2 separate regions of the Mus musculus genome follow, and region 1 is linked to region 2. A link is a contact called in public Micro-C data. All regions are on one chromosome and are shown on one strand. Each heading gives the region's core, a stretch centred on a gene start, on an enhancer-like site or on the middle of the called end of the contact. The rest is flanking DNA. Distances are from core to core; before and after follow the strand shown. Region 1 overlaps Galnt10 (polypeptide N-acetylgalactosaminyltransferase 10). Region 2 has its middle 5.0 kb from the start of Gm51895.

What was found. Hi-C and Micro-C count contacts between places; a contact is called where the count stands out from the background.
Region 1: a contact with region 2 is called in a Micro-C map of embryonic stem cells, with 1.8 times the contacts expected there. The contact joins two enhancer-like sites. A contact is called at or near these places in 4 of 15 datasets of contacts at CTCF or cohesin (CD8 T cells, the G1E-ER4 cell line, the NIH/3T3 cell line and 1 more), 25 of 484 Hi-C or Micro-C datasets (the Ba/F3 cell line, CD4 T cells, the G1E-ER4 cell line and 14 more), 8 of 115 datasets of contacts at active chromatin or transcription factors (differentiating embryonic stem cells, embryonic basal ganglia, embryonic stem cells and 3 more) and 1 of 9 other capture datasets (embryonic stem cells).

Annotation. Positions count from the first base shown.
Region 1 is chr11:57,718,077-57,721,942 of GRCm38.p6, reverse strand. It overlaps Galnt10 (polypeptide N-acetylgalactosaminyltransferase 10), which reads right to left. Exons shown (of 12, transcript NM_134189.2): 2 at 546-648. Among named protein-coding and RNA genes, the nearest start is that of Gm46282, 14 kb to the right of the region's middle. Within about 2 kb of position 2,147, at least 90 of the 459 cell types and tissues checked have an H3K27ac peak or open chromatin away from gene starts, as enhancers often do. A contact at or near this core is called in embryonic stem cells, where this site is marked.
Region 2 is chr11:57,551,307-57,555,257 of GRCm38.p6, reverse strand. No RefSeq gene overlaps it. Among named protein-coding and RNA genes, the nearest start is that of Gm51895, 5.0 kb to the left of the region's middle. Within about 2 kb of position 2,012, at least 24 of the 459 cell types and tissues checked have an H3K27ac peak or open chromatin away from gene starts, as enhancers often do. A contact at or near this core is called in embryonic stem cells, where this site is marked.

The sequences.
Region 1 (3,866 bases), core at 898-3,397, 170 kb before region 2:
TGTATAGATATTCGTGTAGGCCCTTCCCCCATCTGCCAGCCATACATGAATGGCGACAAAGCCCTATTAGCAAAAGGAATCAGTAGTTGGTGAAGAACTGCCTCTGCCTTCCAGTTCTGGGTTCGAGTCTCAAGTTGGCCTTACTCTCACCCTGCGTGATGACTGGCAGGTGGCAGCATCTCTCTGGGGTACAGATTTCCTCTTATTCAGCCAGCCATAAAGGCCTGATCAGGTTGAAGAGGGTGGAACTTGCTTTGAGATCAATCCCTGTCGTTTTGAAACATTGCTCCTTCCTTTGGGATGGGACTTGCTAGGATGGAGACACAGTCACGTGCTGATATGTAGGTGGCAGGGCGAATGTGAAGTCAGTGGATCTGGTGCTGACAGCTGAGGTCAGATGGGTGAAAGGTAGGTACGGTTATTAGGAAAGACGGTGGCAGGCAGGAAGTGAACAAGGGGTCCAGACACCTCTAACACATTCAGCACATGCGCATACACCCATGGCACACTTACACGATGCCCACACTCGGCCGCGCCCTCCATACCTACGCGCTGTGCGTCCCTCCTGATAGCCTCCTTGTTATGCCAGTCCTTCAGCCTTTGTTCAGCTCCCAAGAAAAATGTCTTTTTTTGTCGACTGTGTAATTCCTTCAGAAATAAAAGAAGAAAATTAAGACAAAGAAGAAACTATGAAAAAGAAGAAAAAGGGAATATTGGCAATAACAATGGTCCAGAGGCTACACTGCTTAAGGAGAACACTATTGCCTGTCCAGCCCTCAGCATCTTCCTGAGTGCCAGCCATGTGCCTGCTAGATGGGCTGAGGCCAGGGGGGACACAGAAGCTCAGTACAACCCCTTGGAAACTCACCACCCAGGAGAGGAAGGAAAGACGGGCACACTCATCCACAGGACAAAGTGCCCAGTGTGTTGCTGCCCAACGGGAAGGTACTGAGACAGCCCTGGTAGGCAAAGCAAGCTGCTTTCCACATTGAAGAAAGAAAACGAGGCGTGGCGGTAAGCCCCTGTAATCCAAACACTCGGGAGGTAGAGGCAGGAAGACCACCAGCTCTAGGCCAACATAGCCTACACAGTGAGACAATGTCACAGGCCAAAAGAAAATAAAAATAAGCAGAGGCTAAGGGGTGTAGTTCAATGGTGGAGTGCTTGCTTAGCGTTCATGAGGCCCTGGGTTCGGTCCTCAGCACTCCAAAGGAACAATCAAGAAATACATGATGTTAGTTTGAGTAACGTATTTATTTTTTAAGGATGTATTTAATTTTGATGTGTGTGTGTGTGTGTGTAGGGATATTGCTGTAGAGGCCAGAAGAGGGCATTGGAGCCCCTGCAGCTGGAGTTACCAGCAGTTGGGAGCTGCCAGTCACAGGTGCTAGTCCTGAAGGTAGGTCCTCTATAAGACCAGGGCACCCTCTTAACCACTAAGCCATCTCTGGAGCCCCGATACATTTCATTGAACCTAACCCACCTTCTTCGAAAACATTAGCATTTCGACATGCAGTCCATATAACACATAATTGTGGCATTTTACTCTCTTTTTGGACTAAGACTTTGACCTCCTCCTGGCTTCATGCCAATTCAAACCCCTTTCCTTGTGCTCTGGAACCGCAGGTGGCTGACTGCCGGCTACAACCAGGGCAGAGCCTCGGAAATGAGTGTCAGGTGCTGGGATGACACACTCCTGCTTGCCCAGAGTCCTGGGGACTCAAAACCAGCTTGTTTTTGACCCACTGAGCTCCAGGCACACAACCCTTAAGTAACATTGATCATGTAATATTACATAAAGAAGCACCCCAAGACTTCAACCCAGAGGTACTCCGTAACACTGCACACCCAGGGGTGTGTGTCTCTGAAAGCTGAGATCATTTTCTTTGTTTGCAATCATCTTCTGACACTTTTCCTTCCCCCCCAGCTTCAGGAACGTTCCCTTGCCACAGGCAATGAAGACAAAGAGAAGGAACACCTTGAGGATGTGAGCTAGCTGGAAAACCTGGCAAATGGACTGGAAATCCCTTCAGACAGCAAACTGTAAACGCATGTTGATGTGTTCAGACTGACTGTGTCTGGGACCCACGTGCTCTTAGTCAGCATTCCAAAGGAATCCATCATGGCCTCAACAGCCGCTCACTCACTCACTCACTCATCCAAATGGAATTTTAATCTTTGCTTAATCACCGTTTTGTGTGTCTGGCACCCTTAGAGGAGAGGAGAGAATGGCGAAACAAAGCCATCCCCATTCTGCTGGAGAAGAAAGACTGGTCAGAGCACACACTCCGTCCTGAGACTGCAGACTTGGCTGGGCCCGTCAGCAACAGTGTTTGAACCTCTGGCCCGGAAGAAAATGGAAAGGGTTGTGGGCTTCAGCCCGGACTCGGGCTGCATTAGGGAGATGTTAGGGTGATTCTCTAGGCTTTCCAGAGGAGCTGGAGTGATTCTGCTTCCGGATCACATGCACTCTTCGATGCCAAACATTAAGTAATTCTTCTAATATCCTTTGTGTGTGTGTGTGTGCAATAAAACCCAAGAATAAAATAACATAGACGGACAGCAGACAGACAGACAGACAGACAGACAGACACACACACACACACACGCGCACACACACACACACACACACACACACACACACACACACACACACACGCGGTCAGGGTGGACCAGGTAGAACTCATTTAGCCAGATGAATAAAGTTGTTTTACATAAGGTGTGGTGGTGTGACGAGAGAATGACCCGCACAGGCTCACAAGTTTGAATGCTTGGTCACCATTGAGTGAAGCCATCTTGGAGGTGTGGACTAGTGGAGCCATGTTGGAGGAGGTGTGTCACTGGTGGCGGGCTTTGAGGTTTCAAAACTCCATGCCAGGTGCAGTGTCTCTCTGCCTACTGCCTGCAGATCAGGATGCAAAGCGCTCAGCTACTGCGTTGCTCCATTGCCACCGCTGTCTGTCTGCCACCATGGTGATCATGGGCTCACCACCTTCTTATACTGTAAGCAAGCCCTCAATTAAATGCTCTTTTATAAGAGTCGTCTTGGCCATGGTGTCTCTTCACAGCAATAGAAGGGAAGCTGGACAATTGTAGGTTGAAATTCTCCATGAATTTTTAGACCAAACATGGAGTAATTTTCATTCATCCATGTAACAAGGGATTACTGAAGACCTACGGTGTCCAAGGAATTCTGGGAGAGGCAAAGTGTGAGGGGTAACCTCAGCGTTAACTTGATTGGACTTAGCATCACCCAGGAGACACACCTTTGAGAGTGTCTGAGAGGGCATTAACTGAGAGAGCAAAGCCCACCCTGAGTGTGGATGGTACCATTCCTGTGGTCCAGGGTCCCAGTCCTGACAAAAAGGAGAATGAACGGAGTACTGTCTCTCTCTGCTTCCTGACTGTGGACCCAATGTGACAATGTCTCATACTCAGTTCCTGCCCACCATGCCACCCCTGACATGAAGGTATGTAGCCTTCTTAAACCACTAACTAATATGAACCCTTCCTGCGGCTGGAGAGATGGCTTAGGGGCTGAGAGCATTGGCTGCCTTTCAAAAGGACTTGGGTTTTATTGCCAGAACCTACACAGTAGCTCACAAGTATCTGCAATTCTAGTTCCAGGGGATTGGATGTTCTCTTCTGGATGCCACAGGCACTAGGGAAGTACAAGGTACACTGACTACATGCAGACGAACGCCCACACACATCAAGAAACAAAAACAAACCATCTTCCTTCCGTAAGTTGCTTTTGATGATGTTGTCATAGCAATGAGAAAAGTAGTTAATACATATAGTTAAATAAGACAGTCCGGGGGCTGGTGAGATGGCTCAACAGATAAGAGCACCCGACTGTTCTTCTG
Region 2 (3,951 bases), core at 763-3,262:
AACATAAAAACAGAATTCTAGGCCTTTAGGCCCAGGCTTGGGAATGTGGCCTTTGTAAAGGTATGCTAATCATAAAAGAGATAGCGACATTCCTCTACCCACCCGCTTCCTGGGTTCAAAGAGTGCTCATTCAAAGAAAGTCACCCTGGCCATTACCAGAACCTGCAATGCAAATGTGCTATTGTTAGGGGCTCTTAGAAGCTGTCTTGAGAGTTAACAATTACCAGGTATTCCTTGTGACTCTTGTAACTTTACACTTCCTTGTGACTCTTAACTGGTATCTTTGGTATCTTCCAACAAAGCCCTCCCCACTTCCTTGAGTTTCGGTTTCTTCCTTTAAATACCCCCTTACCCAGCTACTCGGGGCGCCACAGTCCTCTACCCCTGCGTGGTGTATGACCGTGGGCCCGAGAGCGCTCTTAAATAAAAATCCTCTTGCAATTTGCAACAAGACCGTTTTCTCGTTGGTGATTTTGGGGTGTCGCCTCTCCTGAGTCAGAACGTGGGGGAGTCCTCACGTTGTGGGTCTTTCATTAGAACCTTACTAGTTAACTTCGGCTGACCTTGAACTCATAGCAATCCTCCTGCTTCAGGCTCTTGGGTGTTGGGATTGCAGGCAGGAAGAACTCAGCTGGTTTTAACCCTTGCATGTAAGGGGTCAAATAACAGACATTTTGTCTTTCCTTCAGTCTCTGTTGTAGCTACTCAGTTCTTCCTTACCAGCAAGAAAGCTGTCATATACACCACAAAGAGGGTGGCTGTCTTAGTTTATTTGGTTTTATTACTGTGAACAGACACCATGACCAAGGCAACTCTTAGGACAACATTTCATTGGGGCTGGCTTACAGGTTTAGAGGTTCAATCCATTATCATCAAGGCAGGAACATGGCAGCATCCAGGCTTCTTGGTGCAGGAGGAGCTGAGAGTTCTACATTTTCATCTTAAGGCTGCTAGCAGAATACTGACTTCCAGGCAGCTAGGATGAGGGTCTTAAAGCCCATACCCACAGTGACCCACCAACTCCAATAGGGCCACACCTTCTAATAGTGCCAATCCCTGAGTGGAACATATGCAAACCATCACAGTGGGTGTGGCTATGTTCCAATGAAAGTCTGCTCACACTAACAGCTGGCAGTCTGGCTTTGACTGGCAGGCTGCAGATGTGCTAAAGAGTTGTAGGTGCAGAAAACAAAGCAAGCCAGATGCTGTGCACATACAATGCTGTGTACATTCAGTGCTGTGCACATATAGTGCTGTGTGCATACCATGCTGTGCTCATACCATGCAGTGCATATACAATGAATAAAGATCCTAGCAATGTGATTGACAGCACTAGACCTTCTCCTATAGCCAAACCCCAAACTTCTGAGCTGAGTTCCATGTACATGAAACACAGACTCTAATCTCAAAACTTTGTTTTCACTAGCTGCTGCCATTTTCACTGGTCCCACCAGGGGCTGTGGGAATGGCTTCTGAACTTGAAGTAAAATGGAAGTTAAAAGATGGGTTGAGGACTAGGGAGATAGCTTAGGTTGTTAACAGAGCACAAGCATGGAGACCTGTGTTTGATCTCCAGAATTCACCTGGACCAATAAGCCTGTAGTCACAGGGCTGGGGAGGGGAAGACAGGGCTCCCTGAGGTTGGCTGGTCAGCCAGTCTAGTCAGTGAGCCCCAGGACCGAGTAAGAGACTTGTCTCAAAACAAGTAGCCCCTGAGGACCGACACCCCAAATCATCCTTTGGCCTGTGCATGCATACACACAAGCACATGTATGTATACAAACCCATCTCACACACACAGAGGTGCGCTGGGAGTTGGAACAACTTGAGTTTTCTTTTCTCACTTTACAGGGGGAAATTGCAGCTTATGAGAATGGAGTGAACTGCTCAGTGTCGCACAACCCACAGCCTGACATCAGCCCTAGGAACAAAAGGCCCAGGGCTAGCTGCATGCCATCAGCGAGGAGGCGCTTCCCTTTCCAGTTTCTCATTTCCATGATAAAGAGAGAGAGAGTGCTGGAGAGGGGCTTAGAAGGGTTTAGAGTGGAAAATGATGCTGACGGCTCAGGACTCTGTGCCAACCTAAGAGGGGGAAGGACAGAGTCCTCAGAAACCATACAATAGAGTGGGAAGGGCGTAGGGCTGCCCTGCTGTCCTCACGGAGGGTCCAGCCTGCCCATCTCACTTCTCTGTACCCCCCTGTGCACACCCCTGAGGATGCAGAGGTCAGCCTCAGGTGGTCCTCAGGAGCTGTCCATCTTGGCTTTGTTTTTTGGTGGGGGGTTGGGTTCCACACCCTACATCCCCATTCGGAGGATTGAGGCCACATCTTCATGAATGCCAGTCAAGTACTTTACCCTTGCCTACCCTCTGCTAGTTCCCTTGCCATTTCAGACATCTCTCTCTGGCCTAGACCTTGCCCATTTAGCTAAGCTAGCTGGCCAGATTGTTTCAAATACTCACCTGTCTCCACATCTCCAGCACTGCGATTATAAGTGCATGCTGCTACACCTGTCATGCCCAAGTAGCAGGGACCCCCAAAGACCACCGAGGAGCCAATTCCGGTGCAAACACACAAGGGTCTTTTAGTACGAGGTCACGAGTAAAGTCTCTCACACACTCACCATCGCAGTGGGTCAGAATGAGAACCCCAAGTTTAGGGGTGCAGGGTTTTTATTGTGGTTACAGCAAACTTGGCGAGTTTCCGTACAGATAATCAAGTTAATATTTTTAAAACTGCATTTCTGGCCTAATCTGCAGTAAATAAACATGGGGGCAGGACCACCTCACAACCAGGATAGTCAGGTTATCTATTCTCTGCAGAATGTCTTAGGTTATCTCTATGTACCTTGGTCCTGCTATTGTAGCCTGGCTGTTGCTAAGGAGGTTGGGGGGGGTAGTGGTCATCATAGGTGTGATTTTCCTCCTGGAATTAGAATTTAGCCCCTGCTCTTACACAAAATGGAGATTCTTTTAAAAATGGGGTCGGTTGCACACAAATAGCCATGAGGAATATCTAGGTACTCACAGGGGGCCCAGGGACCCTCTCCTTCTATAGAAAATGCCTAGTCCACAGGCCTGATAGCAGTGCGTTCTTGCAAGGAGGCACCAGTGATCTCATGAAGATGTTGGCAGAATCCCTCAGATGGCCGAGTCCTACTAGACAGAACTCAGATCCTCATACCTGAGCTGCAAGTGTTTTACAGACCATGCCTTCTCTCCAGCTCTGAAGAGCTCTAGAGGGCTGGCACAGGCACCATTTCCCATCATGACTAATGTCCAGTGGCAACAAGGCAACAGGGATTCAGTGCTTGAAGGTTTTCAGGAGGGGCTAATCTAATTGCCTCAGGGTTGGGGAGGGGGGCAATAGTGAAGGACAGGTAGCCTGGGTCTCTTCCTCTCCCTAGCTTGCAGGCACTAGATGGAAGTGGAGGTGGATTATAGAGTGCTCCGAGGAAATGGAGATAAATGACTTTAGATTCAACATGATAAGAAGGAAAACCCGACTTCTTAGACCCAGGAGAGACCAGAGCTGCATCAGGAAAATGACTTGAAATCTCAGAAGTATGAGCTTGGGCTAGAATCGCAGGTGGGTAACGTTGGCTGTCTTCCTCAGACATTTGAGCTGTGCTAGGAGCATTCTCTACTTTGGAATTCCCAAAATTCAACATAAAGGTCTTTTCTCTCTGAGTTAGGTTCACTCCTCTAAGAAGGCAGTTTTAAAGATAACCCTGAAAACCATGTCTAAGAGGACTGGTTCCAAAAAGCTGCCCTCTGCTTTGTATGCATAAGACCGAGTATGTGAACACAACTAACTATGGAGCCAGTCATAGACACAAAGGGTTCTGGGAAAGGAAGTCTTATAGAGAAACGACAGAGGGAAGCTTTAGGACGCGAGTGTTTGCCTAAAGAAGGTACCTTAGTGTCGACCCTGCCTAAAGTTACCCAGGG